Linked DNA regions of Zea mays: region 1 is linked to region 2. Evidence: chromatin contacts called from public Hi-C data. All regions are on one chromosome and are shown on one strand. Each heading gives the region's core, a stretch centred on a gene start, on an enhancer-like site or on the middle of the called end of the contact. The rest is flanking DNA. Distances are from core to core; before and after follow the strand shown. Region 1 holds the start of LOC100284825 (60S ribosomal protein L44). Region 2 holds the start of LOC103632288 (SUPPRESSOR OF ABI3-5).

Region 1 (5,107 bases), core at 236-2,735, 160 kb before region 2:
ACTAATATCATATAACTTACAATTCATGAACAAGGAACAATAAAGCTTGAAGTTGCTAACACAATAGATACAAAAAGAACTCTAGTAAGAAAGGTGCCAGTAAAACAAGATATCAATTCCAATGTTATCAAATCGTCTAATTGGTCCTAGTCGCCATGGTACCAATTAGCTTGACTAGTCATGATTGATCATGAGTCATGACTAATCTCAACTGATCACGATTAATAACGATTAATCTTAAGTATAGCTGATCACCATGGCACCAATCAGCCCGACTAATCACCATTAATCATGATTAGTCAGATGACTTGATAACGTTGGTCAATTCCTTCTCACAAGCACCCCAAAAATATCAACAAGGTTAGCATGTAGTCATGGAACAAAACCAACTCATGACAGAATGAGATCTTGGTAAAGTCTTTTACTTAATGTGAGACGAATTCTCTACATGCTAGTTAGAAGCTTGAATTAGTACACAAGACATTTTGTTGTTAATAGGATAGATAAACAATCCTTTGTGAGAGACAAAAGATGTAATTAAACATTAGTATGAAGACCTTGCACACCATTGCACGAGTTCAAATTTTTAATTTTGCCTCAGACAAACAATCGATAAATAAAATACTAAATGTGACACTACTAGGCAAATTTTTGTGACTTTTCTTAGTTGATTTGCACGGAAACTTGGTTTTCACCTGATACGTTGCCAATAAATAGATGGCATAACCATTTCGCTTGATATAGATACCTCTATTTATACCCATGCATGCATACGATCAGTAGATCAGCAAATATAATTATATATTGTAACACACGAACTGGACAGATATAAGTGCTTGCAGTCTGGTTAATCGTAAACGCTTTTTTTAAAACTAACAATGCCCACTAAAATAGATGAAAATATATAGATGTTTGGGCCTTGTTTGCATGCAATGTATCATGGACTAGAGTGCAACTTAAACTAATTTCCACTACAATCCACTTCAAAACTTGTATATTGATGTGGATAATACGCATCCAAACAACACCTTATATAATACAAAAATCCTCAAACAACACAAAATTCACAATACACGACCGCGCGAGAAACCCAAACTAAAATAGCACTAAGCGGAGACCAGCGATCAAAACAAACCCTAGTTACATCACTAAAAAGGCTTCGCTTACATTACTGCTCTCCATCCCGAGCTGGCAGAATTAGACCAAAACACAGGAACGAATCGGGACAGAGTATCCAGGGCCATGTACCACAAGGCAGACAGAAAAGGCCTGAGATCGTAAGCACAAGGTAAAAGGAGGATAGGTGGGAGTCGCTGACCATGGCTGCCGCGTAGTTGCTTCCTCCGTTGCTCCGTCCGTCGCGAGTCCTTGCGGCGGTGTGAGGCGGGATCCCTGAAAACCCTAGCGGCGGAGCGATATATCAGAACAGAGCCGGGCCTCCTGCGCTTTAGCGAGTTCATGGGCCTGTTCCTTGGTCCAATATTTGGCCTGTCATGTAGATTTACAGCCTTTTATCACTCAGCCTACAAGTAGAGACAGCAACAAGTACGAACTCGCTAGCCTATATTTATACCGGCGAAATTAAATTTTATCTAATACACTATCGTCACTGCTCATGAGTAATAAATTGTTTTCATACCCACACCCAATCGGTTAATGATACCTAATGGGTAATCCACACCTGGTAACCACCAACAAATCACAACAGGAATCAGGATGACTTCCGTCGGCCAAAATAATTCTCGTCGGCCAAATACAAAACCGACTTGAATTAACCTATCTCCGTCGGAGGAGCCGACGAGAGTTAATTGTCGTCGGCCAAGGGCTAGACCGACGTGCATTACTTAACTATCGTCGGTCATGGCGATGGCCGACGAGAATTAGTGGGCCATGAAGTAGCGCTCCTAGATATTAATAACTCCTGTCTGCACTGACCCATGTCGACAGACCTAGGAGTTCAATAAGTCCTGTTGGGCGTAGCCTGGGCCGACGGAGATTAATGGGCCATGAAATGACTCGTGACCTAGCACGCCTTGAGTTTTACAACTCTCGTCGGCTATGACCTAAGCTGGCGGGGTTTATTGAGTTATTCCCGATGGCCCAATCCAAGGCCGATGGGGATTAGTTGTTTATGAGGTCACGGTTACCCACACACGCGCTACTTCTCTCTCGACCAAAATCATTCTCCCGACGCCTCAGTTGTCGTGCACCGCCGCCCAACGTTGCCTCCATCGCCGCCAGTTCGGGAGCCACGCTGCCACATCCACTGGTCCCCGCAAGGAGCCGGCGCCGCCACCTCCACCAGCCAAAGCGAGGAGCTGTCACCACCCAGTAGCGCCACCACCTCCACCAGCTCCGGCGAGGAGCCACCACCACCCTCAGACCTGGAGCCTCGTCCATCGTCGTCCCCTGTAGCCCCTCCCAGGAGCTGCCACCCACGCCCCCAAACACCGGTCAGCCACCAAAGAGCCGTTGGGCCAAGGAGCTGCCGCCACCCGAGGAACCCTCTGTCGTCGTTATCTCCCATGGAACAACACTCATGTTGCCTCGTCATCGAGGGATAACTCACTAACCTATCGAATTAAAATGCGAGTGTGATTAGAGTAGTTAAATATGTATGAAGATGTTTATTTTCGTCGGTTTTTATGATCGACAGGAGTTAACTTTTATGTGATTAGAGTTAGTTTAAAATTGTTAATCGATAGTGTTCTTAGTTTTAATATGACTTTACGCATTATAATTGCTATTTTTAATTTGACGTTGCAAATATTAACTATGTGGCTTGATGTTAGGTAAGTATTAAGTCTATTATATTAGATTTAGCTTATGCTATTGAATTGTTGATTTTGATGTTATTTATTGATTAGAGTTAACTTTTAATCTTATATTACTCGGTTAGGGTTACCTTGTAATCTCCGCCCTTAATATTGTGTTACACTGTTTCGAAAACTATATGTCACCTGTTTCAGACGACTATGCATCATATGCATCACTCATGTGATGTGCGGCGATCCAGAATTGTCCCTTTTCTGGACAACCTCAGGATGATCGATGAAGTGTGTCATTTGTGACCACCATGATGTGCTCGTATGGAATTTCGACTATGTAACCTTGTTGTTCTCTGCTGCACCAAACCGGGCATGCAGTAGAGAGCAGTGAGGCTATGCCACCAAAATTTTGTTCGAGCACATCATATGGTGATCACAAATACCACACTCCATTGGTCATCCTTGGGTGGGTATATGACCTATCAATTACCTATAGATGTAGGTCGTGATGTGTAGAAACGTAAATGTCTCATGTGCACTTCTTACTCATACATAGTTGCAATGATGGGTAATAGTCGTGATTGGATGTATGAATGCTTCAAGAAGAGTGGGTGCCACTCACGTGAATGGTTTACCAAAACTCAAGAGTTTCTAGACCGTGCATCTACTTTCTCACAAATAGATACTATTAGGTGTCCATGCAACAAATACAGAAATATGACAATCCACGACAAGAGTCAGGTCACACTACACCTGTGCTCGCACAGTTTTGTGCCAGGCTATAAGGTATAGAATCTCCATGGGGAATCACGCCTTGAACGGGCATCGCAAGTAGAAGTTGATGACGGTGAAGATGTTGATAGGATGGACCGGATGCTTGAGGATCTGCAGCCTGAATTGGCCCCAGATCATCATGATTCACCTACACCAGAGGTTCAGAAGTTCTTTGACATCAGAATAGCCTATTCATGGGCACACCGATGTGACCATTCTCGAATTCGTGACCCGACTGATGTCAATCAAGCCCAAGTTTGCATTCTCAATCAATTGTTACAAGGAGCTCGTGGATTTGATTATCAAGGTTCTTCCTATGGGTCACAAGATGCCCAAAGACATGTACCAGTCCAATAAAATGCTTGAATGTCTTGGTATGGAGTATGAGAAGATTGGTGTTTGCTAGGACAACTGCATGATCTTTTGGAAGGAACATGGTAGAGAGGAGAAGTGCTTAAAATGTGGCAAGTCGAGGTACATGGAGCTTGTAAACGAAGATGGGGGAGAAGGTGGTGACAAAGGTTGTACATAAACAGCTTCGGTACATGCCTCTCACTCCTAGAGTGAAACATTTGTTTCTCTTGAGGAAGACCACTATGCGCATGAGGTGGCACAAAGATCGTATGGACAAACAAGATGGGTTAATGATGCACCCGTAAGATGGTGATGCATGGAAGTCCCTTGACAACATTGATCCAGAGTTCGCCAGTGATTCAAGAAATGTTTGTATTAGCTTGGCAACTGATGGTTTCACGCCTTTCAATATGACCGTTGTATCGTACTCATGTTGGCCTATCATTGCCATCTCGTACAACCTTCCACCTGCTCTTTGCATGAAATATGAGTTTATGTTCTTATGTCTTGTTATACCTAGGCCTGAGAACCCTAGCGTATGCTTTAGTGTGATGCTTCAACCACTGATTGAAGAGTTAAAGAAGCTATGAGAAGGAGTGGAAGCCTATGACTGCTTCAAGAAGCAGAAATTCAATCTTTGGGTTGTGTATATGTTCTCGGTTCATGATTTTATGGCGTATGGTATTTTCTATGGATGGGGCGTGCATGGTAGATTGACATGTCCTTATTGTGGCAAAGATACAGATTGTTTTCATCTTAGGGTTGGTGGGAAGATATGTTACTTTGATTTTCATAGATGTTTTCTACCCTTGAATCACCCCTTCAGAAGGTAGAGAAAGGAGTTTAGGAAAGGAACCATCGTCACGAAGGGACCGCCCAAGCGATGTAGTGGGATATAATTACAGAAGAGCATAGAACGCTTGCCCTAAACGAGAGTGGGAAAAGGTTTCAAGGTTTTGGTGAGGAGCATAACTGGACTCACATATGTGGCTTGTGGGAGCTTCCTTATGTTAAGTCCTTGATTCTGATGCACAACATCGATGAAATGCATCAAGAGAGTAACTTTTGACAAGCCCTCATAAATACATGCATAGATTTTCTAGATAAAACAAAGAACAATGACAAGGCATGCATGAACTTAGTCGTGATCTATGAGCGTCCAACCTAAGTACTTATTGAAAACAGAGGCAAACCAAAAGCTGATTATTGTC
Region 2 (5,436 bases), core at 2,745-5,244:
CGGAGAACCGATTTGGGGGAAATCCCAAATTAGGGCACTATGGTGGATGACCGGAGGCGAGGGCTAGGGCTCTGGCTTCGTAACAATCTAGCGGAGCTAATGGTGCACTCAATTTATATTCTCCGAGAGCGGTGGCTCTGAATTTTGGAGAAGAGAGCTGGCGGCCGGAGAGAGGTGTGAGTCACCGGCGAACGCCATCATGGCTTTCACCGAGGCAATGCTTCAGGAGATGGATAGGCTTCCTATAACGGGTTACCATGACGTGGTAAGACTTCGAAGCACGTGGCATCCGGGCGGCAGGCGGCAGACTCCGGCGAGGTCACCTGGACCAGCCGTAGGGCAAGTGGGTACGGGGGCCAGCTCATGGTCTCATCCACGGTGAAGATCTTTTCACTGCCGGTCGTAATCCGCACACCAGAGAGCACAAATCATAGCGCCAGGGAGGATCGCGGCGTGAAGATCACCGGCGGTGGTGCACTGAACCTGACATTTGATTCAGTCACTGTACCAACCAGACGTCTTAGTAGTGTTTTGTTTCCTAACACTTGTTTTGGAAAGTTGTGGTCCGATGGTCTGAGGTTGCTGCTTCTAACCGTCTGTGGACCGTTCGACCATTATAGCCGGACCGTCTACTCCTATCTCGGACCGTTCGGACTTAGTACCCGGACTGTCAGGCGTACGCAGGACAGGTGACCGTGATCGGGTGTCCGATCGTGCTTGCCCCCAAGTGCCTTCGATCTTTCTTTTGTCCGGAGCCTTCTGAGTAACCATTCTGCGTGACATATTTGGTGTGCGGGGATCACCAATGACAATATTTTTATCTTTGCTTTTATCGGCCGCACAAGGCCGAGTTATGGCCTTTTTGCTCGTCGGCTCTAATGTGGTGACAGGGACAGGTGGCATGTCAATTTTCACCTCTTTTTGAAACCTCATCCGCCCTTCGTTTATAGCCGATTGTATTTGTCGACGGAAGACAACACAATCATTGGTGTTATGGAGAAAGGAGCCATGCCATTTGCAATATACACGCCCTTTTAATTGTTCAACCGGAGGAATTACATGTGACAATTTAATATTACCATGTTTAAGCAACCCATCAATATATTTTATCACACATAGTAATATTAAATGTGAACTTAACTTTTTCCTTTTGTGTCGAGTGCGGGTGAGAGCGAACAGAAGGTTTGGCCTTAGTGGGCCAAACAAGCTGAGGGACAGGTGACTTTTTTGTTTCTTGGGGCTTGGGTGGCCAGTTATATTTATGTCAGCCTTCCGCACTAGGCGGATCACAAGTGACTTCTGGTGCTTCGGACGGTCCGACCTGTGCGGTCGGATGGTCTGCGAGTGGATCGGATGATCCGGTACTATTCTCGGACGGTCCGGTCGCGTCGGACAACACCTGTGATCCCTATGGTGGGCTCTGTGTAACTCTGGATTGTTCGACATAGGGTGTCGGACGGTCTGAGATCGTGTGTGGACGAATGAATTCCTTTTATTTTAGCATTAAGACGAATTCCATGCCGTTAAGGAACTTCATCTTCTAAATTTACCCCTCTCCATGTTGCCTCTCCCTCATTTCTCCGTCAGAATGAACCCTAGTCACTCAACGCTGTTGCCCTCGTCCTCCCCGACCTTTGAGTGCCTCCGCCACCAGCCGTCGTTCGATGCCCCCCTTCTCACGTCCCCCTATACTTCTGTGCACCTGAGCCTAGGCTAAATGTTTTCTTCGACCTATACTCATTAAAACTAAATTGTGCACATATCAATTACCAACAACATGTTATGTAACCTATACCTTATGTTACATATATAAAAATTCTGATCAGGTGGGGACTCTTTGTCCCCCCGTTGCCTGTTCAAAAAAATTTACCAACAACCACCTAAACATCTAGACTTAATAGCAACCACAACTTCATGCCTTCAACAGACATGCACTATACGGATCATGCACATATGCATTAACAACAACCACATGAAATAGAATTGTGGAACATGAACGACCACATAAACAGTCAAATCCTTGAACAACCACATAAACAGACAGTTCCTTAAACAGACAGACACATAAACATACGACTGTTGGTATACTGCACCAGTCCTCGTGAGCATCTTGGATATTTGGGCTTGTCAATGTAGTTACCAAAATCAGTCACCATTGTCATTTGAGTACAATTTCTACTTTGCTTCCTTGCCCGACGAAAACAACAACAAAATAAAGTTACAGACTACCAATCTATTTCTACTTCGCTTCATAGCTATTAGACCCCGTTTGGACCCTTGGAATCGAATTCAATTAAGCTAATTCAGTTTTATACTATTATTAGTAAGATGTCGGGGATATTTATGTGCTATATTTTTACTATAGAAGAGTGAGTCGTGAGCCGAAGAGTGTCCTATAAGTTGTAGAGTAGAAACAAATTCTACTGATACATAAAATTATTTTTCATCATCCACTCTATAAATTTCAGAACTTTGGAAGTGGTGGAATGTTAAATTTTAAACTAAATACATTATTTTATTAAGTAAATTTTAATTCCTATAAAATAAACGGATCCAAACGCTCAATTAAGATTAAGCTAATTGATCTACAAGCTATCTTCCACGACCTCCCAATCAAGGCATACCAGAGGGCCAAGGCCTAACCACCCCCTCATGGACGTAACCGAGACATTGACAGGCAAAAAAGGAGCCCAGATTATTCATTGATACTAGACACAGTCGCGATGATCGATACGGGAACCTTCTAGACGTATCACTGGACTACCAGAGCAACTATGACAAAATGAAAAAAGGCCACGCGAATGGCCTGTATTTTTTGAACACGGGAGTACTCTAGTCGATTCGAATCACAAACAACTAAGTTCAGCGCTCATGCGGTTTGATCCGAACTTATGAAGGCTTCGGCGGCTCTGTACAGAATCCGTGACGAGGAGAAGAAGCATACAAGGGAGCTAGGGCACCAATGGGAGCGATTCAGGAAGCGGGGGAGCGGCGGGGATACTTACACCACGTAGACCTTGACCGCCATTGGAGAAGGGCTGGAGCTACTCGGATTTGAGATACAGAAAATTAGGGTTACAATTTTTCGGATCTTGCAAAGAAGAGAATGGGACGAGAAAAAAATTCTCACAAGTCACAAGGGTTTCCGTTGCCGTCGGTCGGGAGAGGAAGCCGCGGGGCACGGCCTGGGGCGTGCCAGCGGCGGTGTGGCTGCCCGCTGGAGTTACGGCGCGACCGCGTGGGCCGGGACCGCGCGTGGGGACCGAGAGTTTCTCGTTGGAGAAAAGTAGGTGGAGCAAGGTGTGCGAGGTGGACGTCGACGGCGTAGGTGGAGCGTTTCGCGGATGCGGCTGACGGATCACGATGGACGCGACGGGAGCAGACAGATCAAGCGAGATCGATGTCGAGGGCGAGGGCGGCGCGAGGCAGGGAGGACGGGCGGGGAAGAGCCGAGCGGGAGCGAGGGCGGGCGCCCATGCGCGAGCAGTGGGGGATCTAGAGAAGCTGGCATGGACGCAGGCGGGTGTTGGGGGGCATGGCTGCGCGAGATGGAGGCGAGTGCGGGGGTGGCTGCGCGCATGGCCGGGGGGCTGCTGCGCACATGGCGACGGGGGTTGGGGCGGGACGCGGGGGTGGCTGCGCACATGGCCGGGTGCGGCTGCGGGAGCTGGAGCGAGAGCGAGACAATCAGACGATTTCGGATGGAGGCGGGGTTGGCAATCGGACGGTCGAGATGGAGGCGGGGGCATGGTTGTGCTAGTCTACACTATTGCCTTAAGGATTAGTAGAGATATGTCGCTAATGATGACATAGCTTTTTTTTAAAAGTTTCAGGGACTAGGTATTAAAATTCTTATGTGGGTTTAGTCTTTTTGGGAGATTTTTTTTCAGCGGCCTCTAATACGATGATTTGGGGAACAAATTTATAGAATTGTTTTGAAGTTGCTCTTATAAATTTAAACCTATATAATAATCCCTCTAATCCAAATGGAATGAGATGAAAAACGAACAAGCCCAAAGTTAACAAATTTACCCAAAAAAATGCCACTGCATATAAACACTCCCTCCATCAGAAGTCCGTTTCACCCGTCTACGCATCACGTTGGTCGTTGGGCTCGGTCTCGTCCGCTCCTGCTCTTTTCTCCGCACCCAGCGCCGCCGCGGGCGATTCTAGGGTTTCGTCGCCGGCGGCAACAACCTGCCTGTAGCGATTCGACGTAGGCATCCCTGTTCCTCTCCTCCGGAGGCCTGTCTCCTCGCCATCTCGTCGGTGTAGCCTGAGTGTGGGTCCACGCCCTGCAGACCCACGACGACGGCCTGCAGATCCAGTCCACCTCCGACGACCTCGACCTATCTGCAACTTGTGGACAGCCTGCAGAAACAGCTCGTATTGGAGGTTTGCCTTTTCTGTCCTTATGCCTTCTTCTAATCCCCCTCATTTATGTTCAGTGATGATGAATTCATTCATGCCTTTGAGAATGTTGATTTGTAGTTGGATTTATGTCCCTTCGTGATTTATTTCATTTTCAGTAGGCCATGGCACCAGTACAGTTTTTTAGTCGTTCAGTAGCATCCCATTAACCATGGCGGTTGTACAGATTTTATTTGTTCCTGATGCATTTGACCATGCCAGCAGTACATATTTCTTTAGTTGAGTAGCACATTCTTTTGGAGTTCTGAAGATGAAGTGGCATATTATTTTAAACTTGCCTAGATATCCAATAAACAAACAAGCAAAAATTATAATTGTTACAATGGCTCTCCACAGCTTCATTACAGATAGTGCCATACATGATGCAAATTTTGATAACTATAATGAAGATAGTGCTCAAACTACTGAAGATACAGCAAATGTTGGAAGTGGTTCAGTAGATGACTCAGATATGTGTGCTTTGTGAGATTCTATTGCAGCCGCTTGGTAGCATAAGCTTGTTTTAATTAGCTTTGTTTCTGTCTCGCATGCCAAGTCGCTAAACTTGCTTGACTGTTGGCTTGATCACTACCAATCTATCTTATGTTGCATTAACCGTTGTACTTGTGTGTTCGTTCCAAATGTGGAGACTAATCTCTTTTCATGTAGAAAATGATAGAACTATTAACCCAAAGGTACAAAAACTAGTTCATGATGCAACATGTATCTATTCAGCAATTAATCAAGGCACCATTAGTTCCAGTGGCACTCAGGACATTACACACTCAGGACAATCGTCTCCTCAAAAAATCAGGATTGTTAAACACCTAATTATCTAGCTAGCAGATTCTTCAGACAGCCAGCTTCTCAGGAAAGCTCTACAGAAATAAGCTGTCCCAAACAGGGCTATTGTTGGGTATGATTTCTATAGGTAGTTTCTTGGGCCATGGAAACTACTAGATAGTTTCTGCATTGGGAGTGCCCTCGTATGCAAAACTTCTCAAAGTTAGCATAGCCGATGTAGGT

The links. Hi-C and Micro-C count contacts between places; a contact is called where the count stands out from the background.
Region 1: a Hi-C map of tassel shows a contact between it and region 2, with 2.2 times the contacts expected there. The contact joins the promoter of LOC100284825 here to the promoter of LOC103632288 in region 2. A contact is called at or near these places in 3 of 25 Hi-C or Micro-C datasets (endosperm, leaf and tassel).

The regions. Positions count from the first base shown.
Region 1 is chr7:42,527,157-42,532,263 of Zm-B73-REFERENCE-NAM-5.0, reverse strand. LOC100284825 (60S ribosomal protein L44) reads right to left here and starts at 1,485. Exons shown (of 4, transcript NM_001157720.2): 1 at 1,319-1,485. The coding sequence starts at 1,321.
Region 2 is chr7:42,371,589-42,377,024 of Zm-B73-REFERENCE-NAM-5.0, reverse strand. It overlaps LOC103632288 (SUPPRESSOR OF ABI3-5), which reads left to right and starts at 3,994. Exons shown (of 16, transcript XR_002263496.3): 1 at 3,994-4,395.